2 separate regions of the Takifugu rubripes genome follow, and region 2 is linked to region 1. Evidence: chromatin contacts called from public Hi-C data. All regions are on one chromosome and are shown on one strand. Each heading gives the region's core, a stretch centred on a gene start, on an enhancer-like site or on the middle of the called end of the contact. The rest is flanking DNA. Distances are from core to core; before and after follow the strand shown. Region 1 holds the start of cibar1 (CBY1 interacting BAR domain containing 1). Region 2 holds the start of otud6b (OTU deubiquitinase 6B).

The links. Hi-C and Micro-C count contacts between places; a contact is called where the count stands out from the background.
Region 2: a contact with region 1 is called in a Hi-C map of muscle, with 2.1 times the contacts expected there. The contact joins the promoter of otud6b here to the promoter of cibar1 in region 1. A contact is called at or near these places in 2 of 2 Hi-C or Micro-C datasets (muscle and an unstated tissue).

The regions. Positions count from the first base shown.
Region 1 is chr12:3,525,142-3,531,246 of fTakRub1.2, reverse strand. cibar1 (CBY1 interacting BAR domain containing 1) reads left to right here and starts at 3,494. Exons shown (of 11, transcript XR_003890362.1): 1 at 3,494-3,672; 2 at 4,009-4,243; 3 at 4,317-4,385; 4 at 4,850-4,951; 5 at 5,052-5,057; 6 at 5,303-5,407; 7 at 5,491-5,604.
Region 2 is chr12:3,695,478-3,701,939 of fTakRub1.2, reverse strand. It overlaps otud6b (OTU deubiquitinase 6B), which reads left to right and starts at 4,544. Exons shown (of 8, transcript XM_011609113.2): 1 at 4,544-4,793; 2 at 5,158-5,300; 3 at 5,578-5,661; 4 at 5,731-5,931; 5 at 6,035-6,155; 6 at 6,239-6,300; 7 at 6,384-6,462. The coding sequence starts at 4,718. LOC101071138 (ras-related protein Rab-5A-like) reads right to left here and starts at 4,101. Exons shown (of 6, transcript XM_011609111.2): 1 at 3,923-4,101; 2 at 1,217-1,413; 3 at 198-349; 4 at 5-127. The coding sequence starts at 1,382.

The sequences.
Region 1 (6,105 bases), core at 2,245-4,744:
TAATAGATATTTCCCAGAATTCTGAAGAACTGAATGTTGGTGATTTGAATGCATTTAGCAGAGACATTGTGGAAATGCAAACGACACAGATTACCAGTTGTTGTTGTTGTTGTTGTTGTTTTTACCTATGTAAATAGGTGTTACTCATATTCCTGGGAATGTCAGCAGAAAAGGGGCTAATCCTTCACCATGAATTATTAAAAGACTACATTGTTATTCAAAGTTTATCACTAAAGATATGATAATAAAACACAAAGAAAATAGATTGTTTAATGAAATAACATTAATGTTTGACTGTATTTACTGGGATTATTAGTAGTAGTATTAACCTTTCAGGTACTCAGTACTCTACAGATAAAGACTATTGTGAAAGTGCTTGAAATTTTCTTTCTGACTGGGAGGGTTTGGTACCTGGGGAGGATTAAGTTTGCACAGACTAACTTTGTAGAAGCTGCATGAGTGATGTTATCACTCGCTGGAACAGACAGATAGAGGCGGACAGGCAGGGTTGCGGGCTCCCACTAATTTGATCTGGTGACATTTTCTTCTCCAGCTCCTTGGGGTAAAAGTGCAGGAGGGACGGGGGATGGACGGGAATGTCGGGGGGGGGCGAGGTGGAGGTGTTAGAGACAGTAAGGGAGATAGAGATGGAGAGCAAGAGAGAGAAATGGTGGAGACACTAATGAACGCAGACAACAAAGAGCCTAACCTGAGCTCCGAGCCCCTGGAGACGGACAGGTTTCTCACTGGGTCAATAAAAGCACTGGACCGTGTCTGCGTTGGTTTGCCCTTCAAGCACCCACTTAGCTGCTCAGGGAGGACATATTGTTCAAGGTTGCAGCAGTTTGGGGCCCTCAATCACTGGAATTCTGAGTTATGGGATACAGACACAGTTTATCCTGGCTGGCTATGTGCAGAAAGCATGCAAAATCCCATGAATCCATATTTACATGAAGAATTTAATGGCGCTAACGAGTGTGGCTAAGTCATTTACTGTATGATGCTAATGATAAAACTGACAAAGAATTCATCAGGTCTTAATGTAGCAATTGTACTTACAGGAGGGCTGTTCTACCCACTGGATATTGTGGTTCTAATTCTTGGAAGAGAGCAGTGAGCTGTATCAAGTAAATCAGAGGGCAGCATATTAAAGGAAGGGAAGGCTGGGTTAGCCAAAAACAGTATGAGAGGATATCGACTGTTGGCTTGTAATTTCATTTTAGGCACCAAGTAGCAAACAAGATATCACACTGTTCATAATCCCCAGCATCCCTGTGTATTCACACACACACACACACACACACACACACGCACACACACACACACACCCTTGTATTTCTATCTTTGGGGGGACCTTCATACATGTAATATATTACCCTAACCCTCAGGATCCCAACTAACCCCCTACCCCCTAATCAAATGGGAGGGGGGGGATGGGGTTTGCGGGATCCCCCCATGTTTTAACATTCAATTAATCATTTAGGGGAATGGCAACACTTTGCAAAGAAGTCCTCAATTTGCTAGTAGAATTAGTATTTCTTGGTACCCAGTATGTCACAAAGATGAGGACACACACCCACAGACACACACTCTCACACACATACTGTACATACACACACACTTCCATACTTTTTGTTGTTGTTATGAATATAGCATTAGGAGAGTCTTAAATCTGAATCTGGGATCCTCACACTGGGGCAGACACACACACACACAAACACACACATAAACACACACAACAAGCCACACTGAGAGGTACACACTGGGTTTCTCCACTAATTCCCCCCACATCTGACATATGTCACTCCCAATCTGTTCAGCGGGCCAGACATCTCTCCAGTGTTGACGTAGCAGACCGCAGAAGGGGGGGGGGAATCTCAGGCGGTTGGGACTGAAACACCGAGAGCTAAAGACAGCAAAATGACTGAGGAGGAAGAGCGCATCAATGAGGAGCTAGAGCTCTAGCGGCTGCTCGCTACCCTCTCAGTGTTAATTAGTCATTTGGAAACAACACCATCTGTTCTTTAAGAAAGTCAGATGCACGGTCTACAAAAGATGCCACCACTCCTGAAAACATTAGCCAGCCGCCAAGGCAAATAACTCAACACGCCCTGGGCTTCTTTTTTAACACAACACACCAGCTAGACAGGCATCTGCTACATTTGTTATACATTTAGTGGGTTCGGATCTCATCCCGCAGACATTTTGTGAATAATGTAAACATATGGAAATGAAGAAGGCGAGCAGGAGAATCCACCTGTAAGGAATCTTTAGGTGCAGACAAATGGAAGTGGATTGCCATCATGTGGCTGATGGTGGATATCACAGTAAATTCTGCTCTGTGGAGAGGCTCGTTTGTATCTACGCTATCAGATGTGCAATAGAGGAATCAGTCAGGGAGGTTTCTCTTCAATGTCCAGCACAGTATTAATATATATGAGTTGGAAATGTGACAAAAAAGGTTAAATATGCAATTTAACAAAGCAAAACCCTCTTAATATTAGCGTAATAAAGAGCAGGACCAGGTCCTCTTGGGATTCCACTCACAGAGCTCGATGCAATGACCATGTTTTACATCACCAATCTGTTACACAGGGATCTCCCCTGCTTCAATCCCATGGATGATTAACCATGATAATTAAGGTTTTTGGACATTTTCCACAGAGTGGCAGACGCGGCAGCTGGTGACATTCATGCATTCCCAAACACAGAGGAGGGAATTAACAATGAGGCCTCCGTTCATTTCAGTGCTCGCTACGTCTGCAGCGCTGGCACCAGTTCAAGAGCAGTCGAGCAGTGGGAAAAGGCTGCTGCTGGGCTGCAATGTTGCAATGTTGCAGCGTAGGCAGTGCACGTGATGGGAGATACTGGGAGGGATGGCAAGTGTTAAAGCTGTGAAATAAATGTCATAGAATCATCGTAAAAAGTTTAAAGTTCTGTGCTAAAAACAGTTTTTAATAGAATGGTGTTATTTAATTTTCGAAACTGCACAATTCTTCTGCCGTGCTCGAAACTTGTCAGTGGCGTTGTTTTTGTCTCTCTTGGCCAACTAGTATTATTAGAGTCTCACCTAAAAATCAACTCCAGTTAATCAAACTCAGCCACAATGTTATTTCTTTGATTTTTGAGGAGAACTGTGTGATTATTTTAATGTGTCACAGAAAAAAAGAATGTGAGCTTGACCATGTTTAAGGATACTACAGTAAATTTATATATAATATATATAATTGTTTAGTCATTAATTACTAAAGACAAATAAAGATTACAAATGGATTTATTTGGAAAAAAACATTGTCTTCTAAAATATACTCAAGAGAGACAAAATATTGCACTTACATGGCATAAACGTCACGATTTTTTTTATTAGTTTTTCCACTTAATTAGATTATTTTATACTTTTCCGTGCCTTAATGTGAGCTTTTCCCCATTTTCATGTTTGTAACGGAAGAAAAGGGGTGATGATGAAAACTCAATTTCCCACAATGCCTTACGAGAGCGGAAATGACAGGGGCTCCATGGAAACGGTCGGGTGGCGTACCACCGACGTCTACAGAAGAGGCACCGACACAGTGAGCTAGTGTAAAAAATAAATCTGTGTTTTTATATCCTTTCTCGAAACATTACGATTTTCTTCCATGAGAAGATGAGTCGTACACCAGATGCAAGAGTGAGGTAGGGGAATATACCGCCACCGTTGGGATCGTTACAGGAGAACTGTTGTTAGCGAAGCTAATGTTACCTGGTTAGCTCGTAAACCAACCTCACCTAAATTAATTTCGCTGCCTTTACACCATGCAAATTATTTCGTTTACAACCTATTCTCAACCCTCCTGATAGCTTTAATAGTTGAAAGGATTGTTAGACTGCGTAGCTTGCTTGTTGATTTAACATTCATCCCCTTAGTAAAGTGTTGATCTTTATTTCATATCAATTTGCAATCATTTTTTCATTTACAGCCTAACAGTTTGTGGTTTATTTTATCTTGTGGTGTTCTTTATGTTGTTCTAGGGACAACCAGACAAGGAAGATCCAGGAAAATATTAACAATGTTGAGAAGCACTTTGGAGAGATGTGCCAGATGTTCGCCGGTTACGTCCGCAAAACAGCCAGGCTACGAGACAAAGCAGACCTGCTGGTGAAGGAAATCGGCGTGTACGCAGACCTGGAGACGCCAAACCTGAAGAGGGGCATGAAGGAGTTTGCTGATCACTTGGCCAAAGTAGAGGACTACCGACAAGCTGAGGTAAAAGGATGCATCTAAACACATGAAGTGGGTTGTTTCAAACGCCTGACCAGACTTGGCTTCTGCACTGCAGGTGGAACGGCTTGAAGCCAGAGTTATAGAGCCACTGAAAAGCTACGGAGCCATTGTAAAACGCAAGCGGGTGAGTGGATGTAGGAGCCACGCTGAATGATGAGCAGACTGTGAGGTCCAAGACATGTTTCTCATATGTCCAAATCATCGTTTAAGGTGTTAAGATGATGTGCAGCTCCATTTTGGGCTGTTTTACTTCAATTTAAATAAGTGTAGCTGTTTAAAAGTATGTCTTTTGATTACTAAAGCTGCAGCAAGTTGTGTATATTGAAAAAAAGCTAGACTAGAGTGCAGTTTATATCACAGTCGCAAGGGGGCAGTGTTGGTACACCTACCGTGTGATTAGTCTGCGTCTTTAAGGCAATAATTTTGTCATTATTGTGTCATAAATTCCAAAGCACGATGAGTAAAGCGCTACAGCGTTAAATTCACATAAAGTGCGAGCTGATTTATGCACCTCCCACTTCATAATGCATATTTGATGGTTGTTGTGGATGCTAACTGGCGCTCCTCTGCATGTGTGCATCCACACAGGAGGATTTAAAGACGACTCAGAGTGCCCGAACACGAGAGACCAAACAGATGGCCCAGCTTGAAAGGACCAGACAGAGAAACCCCTCAGACAGACAGATCATTGTATCCTTTTTCGGAGGGATGATCTACAGCACCCGCTAATTGCAGGGACAATATCTTATTTGAATGGAACCATTTATTACATCCTTGACCAGTCCTTCAGTCTCAGGTGTGTATCTGCGCCGCTGCGGATTCAAGCTCAGGGCTGAAACACGTTTCAGAGCTGACAAGGAGACATCCAAACACAAGTTAAACAGATGCTTGTTTGCAGAGTAGTTATAAATATACCTGATTAAAAGGCACAAGAAGGTTGTTGTTTTTTCCGTTCAGACTAATTCTACAGTGCAGACAAAGCATTTAAACACGACACGTGGCGAAGGAAGCAGGAGTCAAAGTTGCTTTCTCCGTTCACAGGCTGAAAGTGAGCTCCAGAGAGCCACCATGGACGCCACGCGCATCACCAGGCAGCTGGAGGAGACCATAGACGAGTTTGAGCGGCAGAAAATCCGGGACATTAAGGTCTCCTCCGCCGTACTTTATTTCACAGGACGCCTCGTCGGCGTTGGAAATATTAAAAAGCTCTTTTTCATTTTGGCTTGCAGAAAATATTTGGCGACTTTGTGACGGTGGAGATGGCGTTCCACGCTAAGGCCCTCGAGGTGTTCACCCTGGCCTACCAGAGCATTCAGAATGTGGACGAAGAAGAAGACCTCGAGGTAGGCTGACGGCGCCAAGGAAGCCGTGATGATACACTCACACTCAAAGCTAATAAAATTCTATTTGCAGGCTATGATGTGTCACAACACAGCCTTTGTTTAGCTAGTGTGAGCTAGCATCCATTACTCATTCACTCATTAGTCACAGTCCCCACCCTTTAACTGTAGAGAATCCAACTATTCTAGGTCACAATCGCTACCTACGCTTTTCTGAAGTCTGATGGACTATTTTAGGGAGGAGAAACAGTTTTAAGTCGCCAGGCTGTTGCCGCAGTGGCCGTTCCATCCTCCACCCATCCTATCACACGTATTCTTTGCCTTTTCTCTCACCGAATCACCTCATTCCATTCACGTCGGAGCGAAACTGCTCTGCAAGACGAGGCTGTTTTCTAGTGAGTCACCAAACGAAGCACGGAAGATTGAATCACCCCAATAGGCACAATGGCATGACGATAAATCTAATCTAGGACGGTTGTGTCATTTTTAATCACCCCCCACCCC
Region 2 (6,462 bases), core at 3,295-5,794, 170 kb before region 1:
TCACCTGGAAGTCGACGGCTCTCTTGCTGGCCAGGTCGGCCTTGTTGCCCGACAGAGCGATGACTATATTAGGACTAGCTTGTCTCTGTAGCTCCTTGACCCAGTTCTTCGCGCGGGCGAACGACTCCTGCGAACAGAAGACGAGGAGATTTGTGCCGAGAACAAAACGCCTCCTTTCAGGCGTGAGGCCAAGGTACCTCGTTTGTGATGTCGTAGACCACGATGGCCGCCTGCGCTCCTCTGTAATACATAGGCGCCAAACTGTGGTAGCGCTCCTGACCTGCTGTGTCCCAGATTTCAAACTTCACCGTCGTGTCGTCGAGACATACCGTTTGGGTGAGGAACGCAGCTGGGAGGAAACAGAAGGGCGGTGAGATAATCGATATCAAAACAACACAAGGCTGCTACGGTCTCCGTGACGCTGAGCGGATTCAACCGAAACGGATCGTAAACGCGTCTCAGTGTCATTTCAGCAGATTTAGCCACGTTTTAGCTATGCTTGGTATTTGAGAGCAGAGTTTATTCATGACTGAGGCGCTTAAGAATACAGGAAAACTGAAAATGGGAAGTTTGGGATGTTTTCAAGAACCGCAATGCACCCCCAAACACACAGGGGGCAGCACTTCAGATACAAACAGGCTAGTAGACAATGAAGGAATTGTTCCACATTCCCTACATCCCTATGAGCGACGCCCTCATTCCCAACACACCCTGCAAGTGTTCTGGAGCATTTTAGACTTCATTTAGGTCAAAATACCCCAAATTCTTATAAAAACCAACAAACATAGAAACGGGATGAACAGAGAGCTGAATGGAGACCTGGACTGATGCAAAAGTTTCATTCTGGAGGTCCGAATCTGAGTTTTTGAGAAGACAACAGACAGGAAAGTGATGCCATTATAAACCCCAGAAGCTCAAACTCAGTCTTCACAGTTCCTGCTGGCGGTGCCAGTGAAGCCACAGGTCTGCGTTCCTGGGAAAGTGGGGGGTGGTGGGGGTGGGGTGGGGGGGCTATGAATTAGCTGGGGCTGCGTAATCATCTCTGGGACTTACGAGCATCAAAACTAATTGGCTCGTTTTATCTGACTGGCCGACACGGCGTCAGCTGAGGTTTCCAGGACGAGCCCCGAGATGAACATTCCCCTGAACTGACCCGGTTGATCTCCAGCCAGCTGGCAGCTCATGAATCAGACCGGTCTCGCTGCGTGACCCTCACCTCCTATTGTGCTTTCCTGGAATTCGTGGAACTGACCCTTGACGAAGCGGAGCACTAAGCTGGACTTCCCAACGGCTGACTCCCCCAGCAGCACCAGTTTAAACTGGCAGATCTTGTTCCCTGCGTTGGGTCCGTTGGGTCTCGTGGCACCTCCCCGACTGGCCATGGCCTGCTGAGATCTCCTGGTGTCCTGTGGGCTAAAAGCTCTACGTCAGGACCTCTGCTGCAAAGAGGCAAGCAGGACAACACACAGCTGCTGGCTTTGAACAACGCCTATGTGCTAACGGACGCTAAAGCTAATGCTAAATTAATGCTCCTTGCAGCCGCTGCGAGAGCGCACGTGCACGTTTAAGCCCCGTAAGACCTTTTGTTCTGTTTGGCTGAATTGAACATGTGATGTTTGGCATTTATAGAATGTGAGCAGTAGAAGAAATCGTGGATACCTACACGCTAATGTGACAACACAAGAGCAGAGAACAGAATCCAGAGCGTTGAGCAAGATTTGTGTCACCATTAGGCAACAAAAAGTCGGTTTATCAGGGTTCTCCTGATCCAGCCCTGATACTAACTAAACTGTCTTGCTTATCAAGCTGTTCCTTGATACGTTTTTACTCAAGAGCCAGGCTTAGACACAAATACCCGGAGCCATTATGAGGTTGTTGCCAGATCTTTCCAGTCTGAGACTAAAACTAATACCAAACAAAGGTATCAGGCTTCTGTTTCCACTAAAATAATTCCACACCAAAGACAGATTGTTGTGTTTACAGTGGTTTGAACCGGTTTCCGTTTTTTTTTTTTTTAAGTAAGCGTTGCTATTTTTCGTACTAGAGTAGCTTGACAAGCCCGCGGCAGCCACCATAGCCCTGCACCGTCGTTAGCATGCAGCATCGGGGATGTTTCCTCCTCCGTCCGAAGCGGATTAGAAAGGCTGGTGTCAGGGCCCACAACACTACTGTTAATCCTGTAAAACAACATCTGAACACGTCAGAACTTCAAACACAGACCCCTTGAAGACACCACCTCATTATGCAGAGAGCAAAATAATCAATTCGAAGTTGAGGGGAAAAGGAAAACGACTAATGTCTGTAAAACAATAAAACAGAGCCACTCCTTTCGCATCTTAAATCGTTGCTCCAGTTGGGTCCATGTGCTTCGACCTTCCAAACACCTCCTAAAGCCAACACACTCGTTTTATATAGAAACACCAAAGTATGTAAAGCGGAGCGTGCTGATGGAATTACAAAATATAGCTGCAGATTATCTGAAGAGCACAAGTGGCAGGAGCCTCTTTAGGACCTGCACACACTCCAGCTCAAGATTTTCCAGCCACTCACCTTATTCAAACATGTTACAAATGCAACAATGTGTCAGCAGAGTGCATGCCAAGCATTCATGCATTTCCCAGTAATTTGTTTAGGGCCAAACAGCTGACAAAACCTGTGCAAAACAGTTGGTTCTTGTGAGGAGGCAACGCTGAAGCCTCCTTTGCTAAAGTGACTTGTACTGTGGAGAAACTCCTCCATATTTCATTAAATATGATGCCTTTAATCAGTTTCAATCGAATTATGGATTTAAGAAAATACCACCAGAGTAAAAGATCCCAATCAACGCTGCACCGGTGGGTTATTATCCAAGTTCAATGGTTAAAAGTACTTAATGGCCACTTTTAAACAACTATGAATCTGCATTGATGTATTTATTTCTTGCATATAGATTTTGATTGCTTCTTAAACTGAGGCAGATGTTTGCTCCTTAGTGCAACCACATGAGGAGCAATCTGAAATGAGATCCTCAAAACTACAAATGGAGGTCTAACTTGCAGCAAATACGATATTAACTTGTCAACCCTTCAACCCAAATTACTCAGATGGCGTTAACAGTGTTGAGGAACTGGGGAAAAGAGATCTTATTACCTGCAGTATTCTTTTCCGGTTCAGGTATCAATTATATGTGCCGCAGATATGAAATATTAGACCTATTTGAAATATGATGAAATGTTTGAAGGCGCAAACGCTCAGCCAAACAGAGAGCTTTAATCGGTGGCTGTTAACAAATGCTGTGCCCTATAGTGTTCACAAAATATTTGGCTAAGCCTGGGGCTTGTCGACTGTAAACACTCATGTTAGCACTTCTGTATCTGTTTTGATTTTATACATGGACGCCATTTTCCACGTTGTTATGATTGTCGAGCTAGTTAGCCTAATTACTGTTAGCCAACTTCAACGCCTGCGTACAAAGCAATCGAGGAAAACACATTAAATATTTCTCCAAGCACACTTACACAAGACAAATTCGAAGGGCCGAAGAGGGAACAATCGCGTTGCTATGGTCTGAAATGGTGATCTGGTTGACAAATGTCATTTCCTAACGAGTACCTACAATCTTAATACACTTACTATTGCTAACAGGCTAGAACCAATTCCACCCATTTAGCATGGAGCTATGGCAAATATAAACCCGTCAAAGAAGCGAGCCATACCAGAAGTTGTTTTAGTTGCAGCAAATATCCTGATAAACAAATGGACCGAGCACAGGTGTTTAAAGGCCTCGTTTGTTCGTTCCCTCAGCAGTAAAACATCACCGACACTAGCTGGCTTCTGCTAGCGGGGGCTTTAGCTAACGTTATGAACCGATGACAAGCAAGTTAGCATTAGCCTGTCAGACAGCTGGAAAACCCGATCTGTCGCTTCTTATCGCGGACGTTACCCGAGAGATGGATGAGGCTGTGGACTTTAAACACCGCTGCTGCTGTATTTCCACACGGAACCAGGGACACTCTAGTAAGGCGGCGTCCGGGAACCAAGAAAATAATTTCAACAATCCCGTCACGTCCCCTCCTTTCTTTCTTCTCGCTACTTCCTCTTTAGAACCAAAACACAAACAAGCTCTTCCGCCCTCGTGCCACGTCACAAAGCGCGTCCGCCACCGCCGAATCAAGCAAATAAATCAAATAATACCGATTTATCCAGAAATATTGCTACAATAGAGTATTTCATGTGATCCACTAAAAAAACCGAGCCAACCGATTATTGAATTAAATGCTAAACTTCATTGATTTGCATTTAATTCAATAATAATAATAAAAAAAACCACTGGCATCTAAAACATGTGTAGGCTGACAACGTGCGTCTGTTTTTTTCCTTTCACTTACGTGCACAAAACGACGTGGTGACAGACATTAATGTATATATTTGTATATAACGACAAGCAAGTTAGGTAATGTCCTGTTTTTATTTTGTTTTCCCGTCTTGATCTCGTTGCAGTACACTACTTGACAACACGGGGCGGCATACCATCATGCATCTCAGTGTGGCGTCGAAGAAGAACAAAGCCCCGCCCCCCTGTTTGTCTTTTCCGGGCTGCCCATGCCCGTGGTCGCATCAGCACCCTTTTACGATTTTGTGGACTATGTTTTTATCTGCTGCTTCAACTACATAATAACACAGCGGCTTCTCTTATCTGCACCCGGGACACACTGAGCAAAGTGAGCGTCAGCCAGACATGGAGGATGAGGCAGTGGAGACCCCAGAGGAGCAGCTGGCAAAGCAGCACCGTAAAGAGAAGAAAGAGATGCAAGGTTCCTAACCCAGTACAGCTTGAATCAGATGTTGGAATATGACAAAGTTTTGATCATCTGGCACTGCAAATCATCTAGTCCTTATGCAGCCAAGTCGATTGAAAAGAAAGACCTGTTACACGGTATTAAATGGAGAGCTAGAAGTGTCATAATGGTGTTGTAATTAGATATTAGCTACTACCCGTTACTTTGACTGGTTGCAAACAGGGGTTTTAGAGCAATTCCAGATCCCTAACCCTAATCTTAATGTTAACATTAAATGTTATCTACCGTATCTCTGGTCTACACAGTGCTGTTTGTATCTATTCAGGCTTTTTATTTTCCCCCGAGATGTTGTTGAGGTTGTTGTTTCTCTTGTTTCCAGCTGAAATTCAGCGAATGAAAAACGCGGTGCCCAAAAATGACAAGAAGAAGCGGAAACAACTGACAGAAGACATCGCCAAACTGGAAGCGGACCTCAACCAGAAACACGAGGAGGAGTTGAGGCGACTAACATCTGACACAAAGGTAAATGTTGTCTTTCCTGGTCTGTGAGATCCGTTGCACGGTTGCTGCTGTGAGCACTCGCAGACCAGCCTTAACATTAAATCCTGTGGTTGGTTGATGATCAATCCTGATTTAGGACATGGATTTAGCACTCGCTGGGGCAAAATCTCTCCAGGTGTCGAGGCCATGTTATTCATGTCAACAGATGCTAAGTTAAATGTCAAGGAAAAGATTTCTGAGGTGATTTTGAAAATGTTTCTGAGTCTCTTCCTAGCCTTAATTCTCTTGCTCTTTCAAGGTGGACGGGGTGTTAAACGGCGTGGAGGGCATGAAGGTGGGAGACGGTGAACAGCCGCGAGTAACCAAGGCTCAAAAACGAAGGGTAAGCAGCTGTTTTGCTTTGAACTCCTTTGCAAGTCTTCAATCTTCTGCGTCTGCTTGAACCCTCCAGGACAAGAAAGCTGCTCAGGAGAAAGAGCGGGAGAGCAGGATCGCAGACGCAGAGGTGGAAAACCTGCAGGGTGCCCGGCACCAGGAGGGTTTGATTTTAGCTCAGAAACTGGCCCAGAAACAGCTACAGATCAGGGAGATCTCTTCGGACGGCCACTGCCTGTACCGCGCCGTTGAGGATCAGCTGGCACAGAGGTCAAAGGTGAACGTCATCAGAGAGGTGTAATCTGAGCACCTGATCGTAAATAATCTGACAAACATTCAAGTTCAGGTGTTTGAACTGTGAACTGTACCTGGTTTTGCAGCCGCAATCATTGATGAGCGTGAAAGAGCTCCGGTCACAAACAGCCGAGCATATGAGGAACCACGCCGGCGACTTCCTGCCCTTCCTGACGAACCCCAACACTGGCGACATGTACACGACAGGTAACACGTACAGATATAAAACAGTGTTTTATTTGAATAAAGGTCAGTCCGGGTTTCATTTTCGTTTCTCTGCGGGCCCCCAGATGAGTTTGAGAAGTACTGCAGCGACGTGGAGCACACGGCAGCCTGGGGCGGACAGCTAGAAGTGAGCGCTCCAGGGGCGTTTATTTGGGCGCTCCTCACACCATCCGCTTTGACAACTTGTCCGTGCCTCTGGTTCCTTTTCAGCTGCGAGCTTTGACGCAAGTTCTGCAGCTGCCCATCGACGTCGTCCAGTCCAGCTCGGCCGCCATAAAGATCGGAGAGG